Regions from separate parts of the Zea mays genome. Here region 1 is linked to region 2. Evidence: chromatin contacts called from public Hi-C data. All regions are on one chromosome and are shown on one strand. The core of a region is the stretch at or near the end of the contact, and the rest is flanking DNA. Distances in the headings are between cores, read along the strand shown. Region 1 has its middle 120 kb from the start of LOC100304296. Region 2 holds the start of LOC100304296.

Region 1 (6,926 bases), core at 295-2,794, 120 kb after region 2:
ATTTTTCTGGGTTGGATCGGACTCGTTCCTTGTTTGGTTTCAGTGACATGTTGAACGTAGTTTCTTGTTTGATTACAGGGTTAAAGTAGGTTAGAGCTGCACCATCTCTTGTTTGTTTCATGATGAAGGATGAACTGAATATGGTCACTTTCCTGGTTATATTACCACAATCAGGATGATATCTTCAATTCAATAAGATGACATCATTCAAAATAAATGAAACGGACACTATTTTAATATTTAAGGAATCTATAAGCATAAGATATAAATAAATTAAAGCCATTATTGACTAAGTCGTAAATTTTTAGTGACGAGGTCTCACTGTTACATTTTAGTCATAATTAAAGGAACATCCTAACAACATCAAGATGCACTTCAGTGAATTTATAACATTTGCCATCACTAGCAGGCTTGTCTAGGCGGTGACAAACATTGACCTTTACCTGTTCGACGTTAGCACTAGCAAGGCTCGCAGGTTATGCCTACTAGAGAACACGCCGACATCGGAGCCTAGGCCAGCAGGGACTGACGACGGGAAGTAGGCGAGGGATTAACGTCAGAGGATAGGCCAGCGGGGGTCCCTCGTCCTAGCAGGCCAGCAGTGGTGGGCGCTCCTGTGCTGGTCTCGAGTGGATAAAGCATGGATGACGAGAGGGTGGAGAGTAAGTGGGTCGAAATGGTTCGCTTGTTTTTTAGGAATCACTAGAACCCACATTTTCAATAAGTATTTCGACCCAGAGCCAACTTAACCCGTGAGCCTTTTGAACCAAACATGAGTTATTGTGGGTTCAACCTGTTTCAACCCGCGTCAACCCGCTAACCAAACACACCCTTACTGAATAACCAAAATGCATATAATGCACATGAACATATGAGTCTTGTTAATAAAGTTAAACCACCTTAAGAGCAAAGATAAACATGTAGTAATTTATCTAATGTTTTTGTTTATGAAAACGTGGTCTACTCTCTTCTTTTATCTTTATTCTAAACTACTACTTCTAAACCAATTTTTTCTATGACGACATAAACCAATTAATATTCACATGCGCTAGAAAATAGAAACAATAATAAAAAATACCCTATCGCATATACTCGATATTAATCACTCAATATTCTCATGATTCCGATCTCGCAACATATACAAATTTAAACAACAAATCGCTGCAGGAGATCTAAACTAAATTAAACATAGTTTTGAAAATAGAACACAAAATTTGTGTCATCTTCAACCTTGCTCCAGTAGTTCTTGCGCAGGGAGGAATCAACGAGCATGGGATCGACAGGTCGCAGCAGGGGGTCGGCGGGGAGGGAGCAGGACTCGGCGGCGCGGCTCCGGTCGGCGGCGAGCTCCACGACGAGCGGCGGGGTCGACGCAGGGCGGTCTCGCGCGACAAGGAGGAGAGGAGTGGGGATGAGCTCGAGTGAAAAAGGGGAACCGGCTCCATGGGCTCGACGTCGGGCTTTATAGAGAGAGGGACCACAGGGAGGGCGCTGGGGAGAGGGAGAGGCCGATGACGGTGCCATTAACGCCGTTAATTGAGTTGGTTACTAGGGAGAGAGTGGGGGCGAGAGGAAGGGGAGAGGGGAGGGAAAAGGAAGGGGCGCGGCTGGGCACTTGGTGGGTCGCTCGGGCGACGGTTTAGGGTTTCAAAATCTTTTTTAATAAGTTATCCATTAATAATATAAATAAATATATTTTAAAAATATTTTCAACAAATCATAATAAATTTACCAATAATATTTATAATTAAAATATTTTATTTTTGACCAAAGTCCATATATTAATAAATTGGGTTTTGAATAAAGAGATCTTATTAATAAAGGCATCAATCAATTATTAGCAAACAAAAATCATTCTCCCAAAAATAAAATGAAATCAAGCACTTGATTCAAAATTTAATTTACTTTATTAAATTTAGCGACCAGTAATGTATTATTTTAATTGATGGATTTGAGGTGTTACACATCCCCGCCACGCTGACCGTTGAGTTAGTCGTTGCATCCTTCGGCTGTCCGGCACACCGGACAGTCTGGTGGTACACCGGACAGTCTGTTCCTGCCACGTGTCTACCATTGATTCTGTGCCGACCATTGGCACTGGCGAGAGTCTTTGGCCGCCTAGCTCACCAGACAAGTCCAGTGCACACCGGACAGTCCGGTGATTTATAGCCAGCATGCATGGCCAATTTCCCGAGAGTGACTTGTTCAGTCAGCTCATGGCCTAGGCACCGGACACTATCCGATGCGCCTAGGCTAGCTCAGGTTTGGCTAATCCAAGCCAAACTTCTTTGCTCCACTTTGTCATGACTTGGAGAGTTTCCTAGCACTTAGATGAGCATAATTAGTAACTAAAACAATTGACTAAGTGCTAGTTTCATACCATTGATCCTTCACTTGAATAGGATTTGCAATGTGCTCATACTCATAGTAAGCAAGCTAACACAAAGTGATGTGTTGGGCACTTAATCACCAAAAGACTTAGAAATGGTCCAAGGGCACATTTCCCTTTCAGTCGGGTCGTGCTCCGGTGAGCCTGCCACCGCGCGAGTGTGGGCGACGCCGGGAATAACCAGTTGGGTGGAGACAATGACCTCCTACCCGTTGATCCCAGGGTCCATGTCGGTGGGAAGAATTCCACCGGCCGGGTGGCGGAACACACCCCCCCTAAATCCTAAGATGAGGAGGGGCCTAAGCGGTTTGCCTGACTGTTGGAAGGTGGATGAACACATGAGGGCACGAGGGTTTAGAGTGGTTCAGGCCGCCGGAGCGTAATACCCTACCTCCACTGTGTGTAAGCTGTATTGAGAGTCTGTGTGTGAACTTGTCCTTGTCACGCGATGTGCCTTCCCTTTTATAGTTTAAGGGAGGCACGTACAAGGGTGCTGAGCCCCGACATGCGGGCCGAGGAGCATAATGGAAGGAACACATTATGTGAGTAATTAATGCTAATAACACCTGAGTAATCACTGGGCACCATGATGACCGCAGTCCACACAATATTGATTGGCAGTTACCGTACGAGTAATACGAGAGTAATGGTGAGTAACTACGCGGCTCACGTATCGTGGACTGAGCATGCCACCTATCAGTGGAATGGACAGGCGCACGTCTTATCCGTCATGAAGGCGCGCGTAGCCCAGAGGCGTCACGCCGGGTTCCGCCCGTTGGCTTATGTCGCGCGCGGTACGCCACATGGCAGCATCGGGGCTCCGCTTGAGCAGGGAGCAAGAGTGTAGGCGGATAGGTCTGGAGCGCACCAAAGCAGGTCTGGACACGTGTCAGCTCCGGACCCCCGCCTGGGCCTTAAGTAAGGTCTTGGGACCCTACTGTGGGGGTCCGGATCCCATTATAGGGGTCTGGTCCGTACGCGTGGGGGTTCGGTCCGTACACGTGGGGGTCCCGGACCAACTTGGAGGTCCGGACTGTATATCCAGGGGTCCGGCACTTTCCCATGGGGGTCCAGACTCACTGTTGATGCCTTGGAGTATATCACTTTCTCTGGCCATGTGGCGGCCCCGTAGCCGCCCACGTGGTGCGGTCAGGCGCTGTTGCTGGCCTAGAGTAATCGCCTGAGGCTGGGGCGAGTCATGGTCTGGTCCCGCGTACAGCTCCTTTACCACGCGACTAAAGATAGTCGCGTGGGTACTGGGTCTTCATACAGTAGTAAGGGGTACCCTAGTTTCAAGGTACCGATAGTGGCCCCCAGGCCCACCTCAGGGGAGGATGCGAGCCTACAGGTGGGGCTAAAGCTTGTACTTCACCTCAACTTGGCCTGACTGGTGATTGGCGCGCTGTTTCCGTGCATCTGCTGACGTACTCACCGTCAATCTGCCTTCGGTCACGCCAACTGCCATATCTGTCCCCACGGCTGACTGACCCATGGCCCCACGCCTAGTGGTTTTGTCGTGCCACGCGTGGGCACCTCGTTGCTGCCGCATTAGTTTAAAATATTACCTTCTGTCTTCTGCAGCGGCCAGGAGGAGGTGCACTACCGGCGCGTGCGGCGGTTCGCTCTTTCCGCACCCGGGATCTGGCACCCAAGGAGTATGACTTGTGGGCCTGGCGCACCCAACTGGAGGAGCGCACCAAGGCGGCGTCCCACCAGTTCACCTCTGAGCAGTCCGAACTCGCGCGGGACCGCAAAGAGTACAAAAGGGACCTCTAGAAGGTGTTCGCCAGGGAGCTGGAGGCGCCCCGACGGGAGAAGAAGCTGGCCAAGAGGGAGGAGGCCCTGAGCCAGAGGTAGGCCCTCACAACAGGGCTCCGGGCCAAGCTGAATGCCCTGGACCAGACCCTAGAGGCCCAGTGGGTCCAGCAAGTGGAGGCCATAGAAAGGATAAAAAAATGGCAACAAGAGCTGGCGGACAACGCCAGCGACATTGCCCTCACCGAGGAGAACCTCAAGAAGAAGGGTACGTCCCTGGACAGGTGGGAGATGGACCTCGCCAGGCAGGAGAAGGATCTCGCCTTCAGGGAGGAAATGCTTGAAAGGAGGGGCATGTTGCTGGCCGAGCACGAGCTGGAGGCGGAGGAGAAGGAGCGGAAGCTGGAGGAGCGGATACGCCGGTTCGAAGCGGCGCAGGCGGCACTAGGTCCCCAGGTGACGAAGGCCACCAAGAAGGCCCTGGAAGATCTCCAGGCAGAACACCGTGTTGGGGTCCAGCAGATAGCTGAGTGGGCCGGCGAGGCGAGCACGACGCTGGTGCCACTGGGGATAAGTCCTATCCCAGTGTCGGAGCTCCCAGCGTTGATCTTCGACGCCCTCTCAGTGCTGGACTCCGCCACCGAACGCCTTCGTCGCCTAGACCAGATCCTCGGCGCCCGCCTAGAGGCAGAGGGCAGCAGGCTCTGTGGGGCGGTGGTGGATTACGTGCTGACGTGCTTCCAGAGCCACGACCTGTCCATGTCCTTGGTGCCGGTGCTCGATGGTCCGGTGGCCGCCACAGAAGACGCCGCCCGGGAGAGCGTCCAAGACGCCATGGAGACGGTGGCCACGCGCTTACAGCGCGACCCTGCCGATGTCGAGTAGCTCGTACCTGCAGAGATAAAGCTAGGGTTCCGCTTGAAGGCGGATGTAATAATCTTTGATTTTGTAAGATACTTTTGAGAACTATTAATCAAACAACTCTTATACGTATGCCATTTGTCCTCGTTGTGTGTAGCATTACCAACTTCTCCCTGGTACTTGGCCCCCTAGGATGTAGGCTCGACGTGTCGAGGCTGGATACTAGTGTACCTAAGAAAGAATCGGTGACCCGGCCCCTAGGAGGTAGTCTCGACTAGGACCTAGACATGTACACAGCTTTGGCTAGGAAGTTTTAGCAGCACACCCATAGGACCCACCAACTGGTATCTTTTATCCTTTGATTCATGCAACAGGACCTATAGGATTTAGACTGGGAAGCCTAGCCGTATGCCCGGACCCTTGGATCACAGCTCCAAATACTAGGACACACATCACATAGTGGTGGAGCATGCAAGCTTAGGGTATGGAACTAGGCTAAGCGACTACACAGCTCTGGACCACCCTAAGAGACGAGTGTCCATTCTCTAGAACCAGACCCCAGGTTGCCGGACCCACAGGACTATAGTTCCAAATACTAGGATACCCATCACAGAGTGGTGGAGCGTGCAGGCTTAGGGTACGGAACCAAGCTAAGCGACTACACAGCTCCGGACCACCCCAGGATACGAGCGCCCATTTTCTAGAACTGGCCCCCAGGCTACCGGACCCCCTGCCTTTGTAGAGGGGTCCTAAACTGCAAGCCTGGCTACTCAATTCGGATGTCATCATACCAGCAAGGGTGGGAACTGTATGAGTGGGTTAGATAAAAAATAATGCTCGTGAATTAAAGTAGAACGAACCATCACAAAAGCTCCTCTAGGGGTAAATTATTTCCTTATAACTTGATATACATGGGTTCAGACCAATAGGTCGGGTTTATGAGGGCGGACCTCACCGGATTGACGTACACAAATGCAGAACCCAGTTACAAAGGAAGAAAACTCAACTCCCCAGTTTCGCTTCTATGGGTAGAACTTACGGAGATGCTCTATGTTCCAGGGGTTGGGAAGAGGCACTCCTTCAGTTGTGGCAAGGCGGACATACCCTTGTTGGCATATTTCCGTCACCTTGAAGGGTCCCTCCCAGCTGAGGGAGAGCTTGTGGAGCCCTTCTCGGTTCAGTACTCGCCTTAGGACTAGGTCCTCGACCCTAAGCTCCCTACTATGCATGAACCATTGGTGGTAGCGCCTGAGTGCTTGGTTGTACCGTGCATTTCGGATCGCCGCTCGCCATCTGCGCTCGTCGATGAAGTCCACGTCCTCACGCCGTAGTTGTTCCTGCATAGACTCATCGAAAGGCTGGACTCGTGGGGAGCCCATAATGATTTTCGGGGGAAGGCAGGCTTTGGCCCCGTAGACCAGGAAGAACGGGGTCTCCCCGGTAGCTCGGCTGGGTGTGGTCTGATTCCCCCATAGCACCGACGGAAGCTCGTTGACCCAATTTGCACCATGCTTTTTAAAGCAGTCATAAGTGCGTGTCTTGAGTCCCCTGAGGATTTCTGTGTTTGCCCTTTCAGCTTGGCCGTTGCTCCTGGGATGTGCCACAGACGCAAAGCAGAGCTGGGTGCTGATGCCCTCGCAATACTCTTGGAATAGCCAACTTCTGAACTGGGTCCCGTTGTCCGTAATGATATGGCTTGGGACCCCAAATCTATAAATAATCGACTTGAGGAAAGCAACAGCAGCACCTTGGGTGATGTTGACCACAGGGGTAGCCTCTGGCCACTTTGTGAACTTGTCAATGGCGACGAAGAGGAAACGGTACCCGCCGACAGCCCTGGGGAATGGTCCCAGGATATCCACCCCCCATATGGCGAATGGCCAGGAGGGTGGAATCATTTGCAGAGTCTGAGCCGGTGTGT
Region 2 (7,117 bases), core at 3,358-5,857:
CGCGGATGAGGGCGTTCAGCGCCACTACTCCGTGTCGTACAGCCCGCAACAGAACGGCGTCGTCGAGCGGCGCAACCAGACGGTTGTGGGGATGGCTCGGGCTCTCCTCAAGCAGAGGGGAATGCCGGCTATCTTCTGGGGAGAGGCGGTGGTGACAACGGTCTACATCCTCAACCGCTCGCCCACCAAGGCACTCAACGGGATGACACTGTATGAGGCTTGGCATGAGCGCAAGTCGGCGGCCTCTCACCTACGGGTCTTCTACTGCCTCGCGTTCACCAAGGAGCTTGGCCACATCGGCAAGCTCGACGACAGGAGCACCCAGGGGTGTTCATTGACTACGCGGAGGGCTCGAAGGCCTACCGCATCCTTGACCTAGGAACACAGCGTGTGTGCATGGCGCACGACGTAGTGTTCGACGAAAAGCGAGGATGGGCCTGGGACAAGGCGATGGACGACGACACGACTCCGATGTACAACGACTTCACCAGCGCGTACGTCCACTTTGAGGGAGCTGGGGGAGTAGGCAACTCTTCTCCGAGCAGGCCTACCCCAGCCCCCATGTCTCCACCGACTCTAGCGCCACGCTCTCCTGCTCCGGCTACAACGAGCACTTCGCCACCACGCAATCCAACCACGACTCCGGCTACAGTGAGCTCTTCATCACCACGTACTACAGCACCGACGATACCCTCTCCAGGAACGTCCTCTCCAGCGCCAGCTCGTGTCGAGCACGACCCGGTGGTGCTCGTGACCCCGCTTTCCCACAACGAGAAGCGCATCAACACGTGCTACGACGACGAGCCGTTGCGGTATCGTACGGTGGAGGGCCTTCTCATCGACCCGTCGGTGCCGGGCCTAGCGTCTCGCATTCTGGCGGGGAGTTGCATCTTGCATGTGACGATGGCAATCCTTGGTCTTTCGCGGAGGCCGAGAAACACGCAGCTTGGCGTGCCGCGATGCAGTCGGAGATGGACGTGGTTGAGACGAACCGCACTTGGGAGCTCGCTGATCTCCCTCATGGTCATCACGCGATCACCCTTAAGTGGATGTTCAAACTGAAGAGGGATGAAGCCGGCGCCATCGTCAAGCACAAGGCTCACTTGGTGGCATGCGGTTTCTTGCAGCAGGAGGGGATCAACTTTGACGATACTTACGCCCCGTGGCACGGATGGAATCCGTGCGACTCCTTGCGCTAGCAGCCCAGGAGGGCTGGCACGTTCATCACATGGACGTCAAATCGACGTTTCTTAACGACGACTTAAAGGAGGAGGTCTACGTACACCAGCCAAGCACCAAGCACTACACTCCTCAATCACAGCACGCATAACTTGTTCGGCGCAGGGGACAACACCCTCAAAGACACAAGCATTTCGGTGCTTCCAAATCTCCCAAGCAACCAAAATGATCAGGGAGTTAAGTCCTTTTCTTAGACTCTTCTCAACACTTTTGATACTTTGGCGCCACCAGTTTGAAAACTGTGTGCATCCAGGCTGAGGGGCAATGGCTAGGAGGCCCAAATTGTGGAGGATTAACGTCCATATTTGTCGGGCAAACACGAAAGAGACAAGAATATGCTGGATGGACTCCTCGGCTTGATCACACAGAGGCCAAGCAACTGGATGGGGAAGGCCTCTTTTTGCTAGTCTATCAGTTGTCCAAACCCTGTTTTTGATGGCCAACCATACAAAGAATTTGCATCTTAAGGGGGCCCAGGTCTTCCAGACACGTCGCCAAGGGCCAAAAATGATAGAGCCAGTAAAAATGCATCATATGTTGATTTGCTACAGTAAGAACCATGACCAGCAATGTCAGGCTGAAGATCTACCCCATCAACCAAGTTCCAGAGATGCAGATACTCCACTAAAACTGGTACAGACAAGCCTCCCCTTATATCTAACACCCATTTACGATATGTGAACCCTCCGCTACTGTTCTCCGCTTTAATGCCCTTTTAGGAATCATTTGGATCGGTGATCTTCTGACTAGCCTCGATCATACGAACTGATAAGATTGATAGATAAGATGGAATAAATGGTTCAAATTCTTTGCTAGGAAAATAATCAAATGAACCCAACAAATTTTTAAATCCTAAAAGTAAAAGATCCTAGATTTAATTCAGGAGTATGACTACTATCACTAAAACCCTATACTATACACTTAAAATAGGATACGATAATATGTGTAGGAAGGAGATATTGCGTATAATGTGTGGGATGGTGGGACGTATTGCATTGAGCCTCTAGGGAGAATATATAGGACTACATAACTTGGAGGGCAAGAAGCCTATCCTAGAGATGAGGAAGGTTATCCTAGAGATAAGGAAGGTTATCCCAGGATTACAATCAATCAAATCAATCCTAAACCAACCATATCAGGAGTTGCCTAATATACTCTAAAAAAATGACCAGCAACCAGTCCCAGATTTCCTAATTTAACAAGAGTGAGCCCATGTTTTCCACTTGGGTAACTACATTCATTGGTGAAAGAAATTAGTAATGATAGATGAATCATGCAATGAATGATTTAAGGTAACGTTTCTAGATTTCAGCAAGCCAACTACCACCAAATTTGACCCAAACCACAGGAGGAATCAGTTCACGCTTTACGCGTGTACGCCACAGAAACAAGAAAGCAAGACCTCCCCTAGAATTCTTTGATATGTTCACCTCGAGATAGCAAAAAGGTCAAACATTTCAGGACGATAAGCATGGTTATTAAAGCGCCAGTTTTTAGCGTTAAAACGCTCTGGGCCGTAAAAAGGCCACGTTTTGTCGCTTTTTCAGATTTCCAGCCCATCACAGTTCTCCTAACCTAAAAAAGGGGGCAGCCGTGACGGACTCGTGCTGCGCGTTCGTTCGGCATCACTGGGCTTTGCCGTCAGCCGGTAAGAACCTTACCTGAGCTTGCCGCCTCCCTCGCCTCCTCCCTGCGTTGCTCCCTACTCGTGCCACGCTCCCTCTCCCCCGCGGCCGTGCTCGTTGCTCCTTGGTCCCTGCTCGCGCTCGGCGCCGCCGCTGCCTCCCTGCGTTGCGGCCGCGCTCGCTCCCTGCTCAAGCTCGGCGCCGCCGCTGCCTCCCTGTGTTGCACTCTCTGCTCTCGCTCGGTCAGCTCGCCGGTCCTAGCTCAGTCGCCTCCCTGCTCTGCCTCTGTTAGCTGTCCCTATCCCTGCTCTCATCCTCCTCCCCTTCCCTGCTCACATTCTCCTCTGGTTTTGGTTATTTGCGGACTAAAAACGGCAAACAGTAGTGATGCTAATGCGTCTGTGGTTGTGGACATTACATTCCACTTTAGTTGCTTTTGTGCTATGTTTGTGATTGTGGACTACTGCACATTTCATTCCACTTTATTTGTGGTTGTCGCTTTGCTAGTTGCTATTAGTTGAGCACTTGAACTTATGTAATTGTGGATTTGTGGTAGTGTGGTTGTGGACATGTTATATTGTTACATGAAATTAAGTTATATTCAATTTTGTCCATGTTGTTTAAAAAGACGTTTTAAAGCTCGCTTAAACGTTTTAAAGTCAAAAAGTTCTCATGAGCGCCTCAACATTTTATCGCTTTAATAACCTTGACGATAAGTTTGTCACTTAATCCCAAATTCTTAATGAACTAACCAAAGCCAAACAATACAAATTGCTCACCAACAAAAGATCAAAACTTTGACCATAAGACCAAGCTGATAAAATAAAAAAATGTCTGCTAAGCCTAGCAAACTAGGCCGCAAAAGCAAGGAATGATCATATGTCACAGCCAGTACTGTGTCAACAAGTGTACAAGCAGGGACGGATCCAGCGGACGGGGCTCGAGCAAGGTGGCATATACGTTTTTTTTTGTGTTGGTATTTCGTACGTGTGCGTGGGTCCACAGGGCAGAGTCGGCCTCTGGCATATAAGCTTAAGGGCTGATTTGGTGACCAAGGATCAGGGATTGGAGGGGATTGGAGGGGATTAAGGGATTAAGGGGGAATATCTTGGATACTGAAATGGAACGCACCTAAAGCTAAAACCTCAACGATATATTTTTTTCATTGAAATAGGATCCATAGCAAAGTATACGCCAGGTAAAATAACGATAGCTGCTACGGTAGCATGGAATAGGAAGGACAGGAAGCTTAAAATCAGGATTTTCATTCAAATATCTGCACACTTGATACAAAGTGAGTGAAGCTTAAGAGCGCAGTTTTTTATCTTAAAAATAATACTAAAAGGTCGCACAGGCAGCCAAGCATCTGGAATCCAGCATAGATGAGGAACTAGAGAAGGCGAGAGCAACAAGTAAGCGCGTACCAGGAATATCCTGCTCCCGTCGCGGCCGAGCTGGAGCAGGTCGAGCGCCTCCTCCAGCGCGTCGGCGAGCACCGCCAGCGCCCGCTCCGGTTCCACCGCGGGTACACAGGGTACCTCCCGGAGCTCCTCGACAAAGGGGCCAAGGAGCCGGATCCGCCGCGACAGCGCGAGCAGCTGGCGCCTGTACGCGTTTCGGAACTCCCAGCCACCGGATCCCACCGCCTCCACGGCGGCGGCCACCCTCTCCGCGGCCCCGCGGCCGCTGACGCCGGCCATGACGAGGGGAGTCCAGTCGAGCCGCCGCGGCGTGAACCGGACCCTGCCAACAGGTGACTAGTCAGAGGGAAAGGAGACAGTGGCAGGGGCGGTAAATAGGTGCGAGAAAAGCGGGGTAGTGGCGTCGTATTGGGTGGGTCCCGCGGTCGTGTCAGCGTCGCGGGCGGGCCGGATCGCGTCGTTGGAGTTGCCCGCACCTCCACGGCAGCTGATTTTCGCGTCCGTCCGGTCCGGGTCGCCGCTCGTATCCTACGGATGCGGTGCGGGTGCATCGGCCGGCGCCCAACGCCTACCGAAGGTCCGAAGCCACCGGCGACCACTAACCGCGACCGGCCTGTCAATTGCATGCAAAAAAAATTAGTTATAATGTGGACCATATTATTTATAGAGTAAAGTTTAAAATATAAAAGCATCTCAAAGAGAGATTCTCAGAGCAACTCTGAAAGATTAACTTAGTCAAATTTACTGATTTAGCTACTCTTTAAAACCGATTTAACAGAAAAATTGTAGGTTAATCCAAGAGACTCGATAAACCTATAAATTGAAGGGAGAGTGAAGCAGCCTATTCAAAAATAGAGAGTCACTAAATTTGAAGATTCATTTACAGAGTCTATTGGATACGTTTTTCTTCTAATATTAGCTAAATTTACCTTTATAAAACTATATATTTAATATCTTGGAGTTGCTCTAAACTGGATACTATTTTAAATATGGCTAAGAACCATAAAACACACTTTTTAACTGTGATCCTATTTTATAAAATTCCATCAAACGATTATAGAGCTCAATCTCTCGGGTTCTAAATATAGTACCTTATATACTGGAGTCATATTCTCGTTTTCTCTTGAGCTTCAACCATTTATTTTCTAATAACATAATTTATTTTATAAATAGCATTATTTAAAGCCTAACTGTTGGAGTAAAAAGTTCTTTTGAGGCCTTAAACACTAAATACGATTCTATTTCAAATTTTAGGACTCTAGTTTAGAGTTTATTGTTGAAGATGTTCTAAGGTAAGACAGAGAGTCTACTGGAGATAGTCTTATCAAGCTAACAGCCTTCTTAAAGCAGTTATATCAAAAGTGTTTTATACGATCATATACATACTCTGCTGAGCATGGCGTAGAAAGATGAATGAAAAGCTATGTAAAGGTGAAAACTGTGCTTAGATTTTGGTTGTTGCTCTTTGTTCTATTCTGCCGACATCCTCTATTTTTATTATATTATTGAAAACAAAGGGAAATTTTGTTTTAAGTGAAAAGATATAGAACGTGGTTTTCTGTTCAGATAGATCTCTAAATAAAAATTCAAACCAGTTAAGAAATTTTTTTAGAATTATTTAAAGATATTTTTACAATGTGTTCGAACACCCTCTCCCTGAGCTCTGCGCACCGCACGTCGACCCACTGTCGTTGTGTCACGCCACATTGGGTGAACTATTGTTTGTTCATGCTAGACCTATGTGGCACCGGTGAGCTTTGCACTAACGATCTTTGTGTTGTTGTGTGGATGAGCGGCGCACGTTGCCGCGTGGATGAGCTTCGTGTGTTGTCACTGCTGCACCAGTAAGGCATCGCACACCACCACATCCAAGTAATAAACATATTGTATCGTTGCAACTATATGTTATACAAGTTTCATGTTTTTGTAGATGTTTTAGTTGTGTATTTCATGTGTTTGCTGGTATTGCAATGATGTATCTTTCTTCATGATATTGTACATGTTTCCAATAGTAATCTGGCATGTTTCATTAGTATATCATTGATGTTTGCAGTGGTGGTCCTCATTGGCGTCTGGATGAAAACCAACCGTGAACGCCCATGCACTAGTCATGTTGATTTTTAAGTTAAATGCATTGATGGTGTCTAAACTTGTCAATTAGATCTATGAACTTTGAAACTGTAGAAAGAGAGGGATGAATAGGCATTTCTATAATTTTAGACACGGCAAAATTAAACTTATCGATCTAGCTAAGGTTATACCTCAACATATATTATTGGTATCCTATAAAGATCTTAGTTAAACAACTAAAGTGATGATCTAGATAGAGCTCACCAAAACAAATCTTTTTGATGAACTTGTACGAATATATACAAATAGTATTCAATCAATCTGAGAGCTCCTACATGTACTGGTGAATAAAAGATGCAAAGCTTAAGCACATTAACATTACTCAACTAGCAAGGCTACATAAGCTAAAACTAGTGAGGTAAATAGCTTAACTACATAAGTTAGATAAATTTATTAAGTTACACAAACTTACAAGTATAAGATAGCAACTATTTTACTACACAAGTAAACTAGTCATAAGAACAATACTAATCATTAGCTCAAATATAAACAAGCTAATGTTAGGGAGTCTGTACACCAATGGAAGGATGGCTTTTGGTACGATGATCTTTCTCTTGAACTTCAGTGATTTTCTAATCACCTACTCTTCATTAAGGCAAGCTTAAGACTACCGTCGATCCTCTTGATAGTGTTGACCAGCAAGTCACATTCTCCCATGTGAAGTGCTCACACCTAGGCTCTAGCGCTTGATCTAACACAAAC

Evidence for each region. A called contact is a pair of places that touch in the nucleus more often than the background predicts.
Region 1: a contact with region 2 is called in a Hi-C map of ear, with 2.2 times the contacts expected there. The contact joins the enhancer-like site here to the promoter of LOC100304296 in region 2. A contact is called at or near these places in 3 of 25 Hi-C or Micro-C datasets (ear and leaf).

The regions. Positions count from the first base shown.
Region 1 is chr1:158,337,152-158,344,077 of Zm-B73-REFERENCE-NAM-5.0, forward strand. No RefSeq gene overlaps it. Among protein-coding and RNA genes, the nearest start is that of LOC100304296, 120 kb to the left of the region's middle. Within about 2 kb of position 1,545, at least 11 of the 20 cell types and tissues checked have an H3K27ac peak or open chromatin away from gene starts, as enhancers often do. A contact at or near this core is called in ear and leaf, where this site is marked.
Region 2 is chr1:158,213,736-158,220,852 of Zm-B73-REFERENCE-NAM-5.0, forward strand. It overlaps LOC100304296, which reads right to left and starts at 4,608. Exons shown (of 4, transcript NM_001361280.1): 1 at 4,289-4,608. The coding sequence starts at 4,564.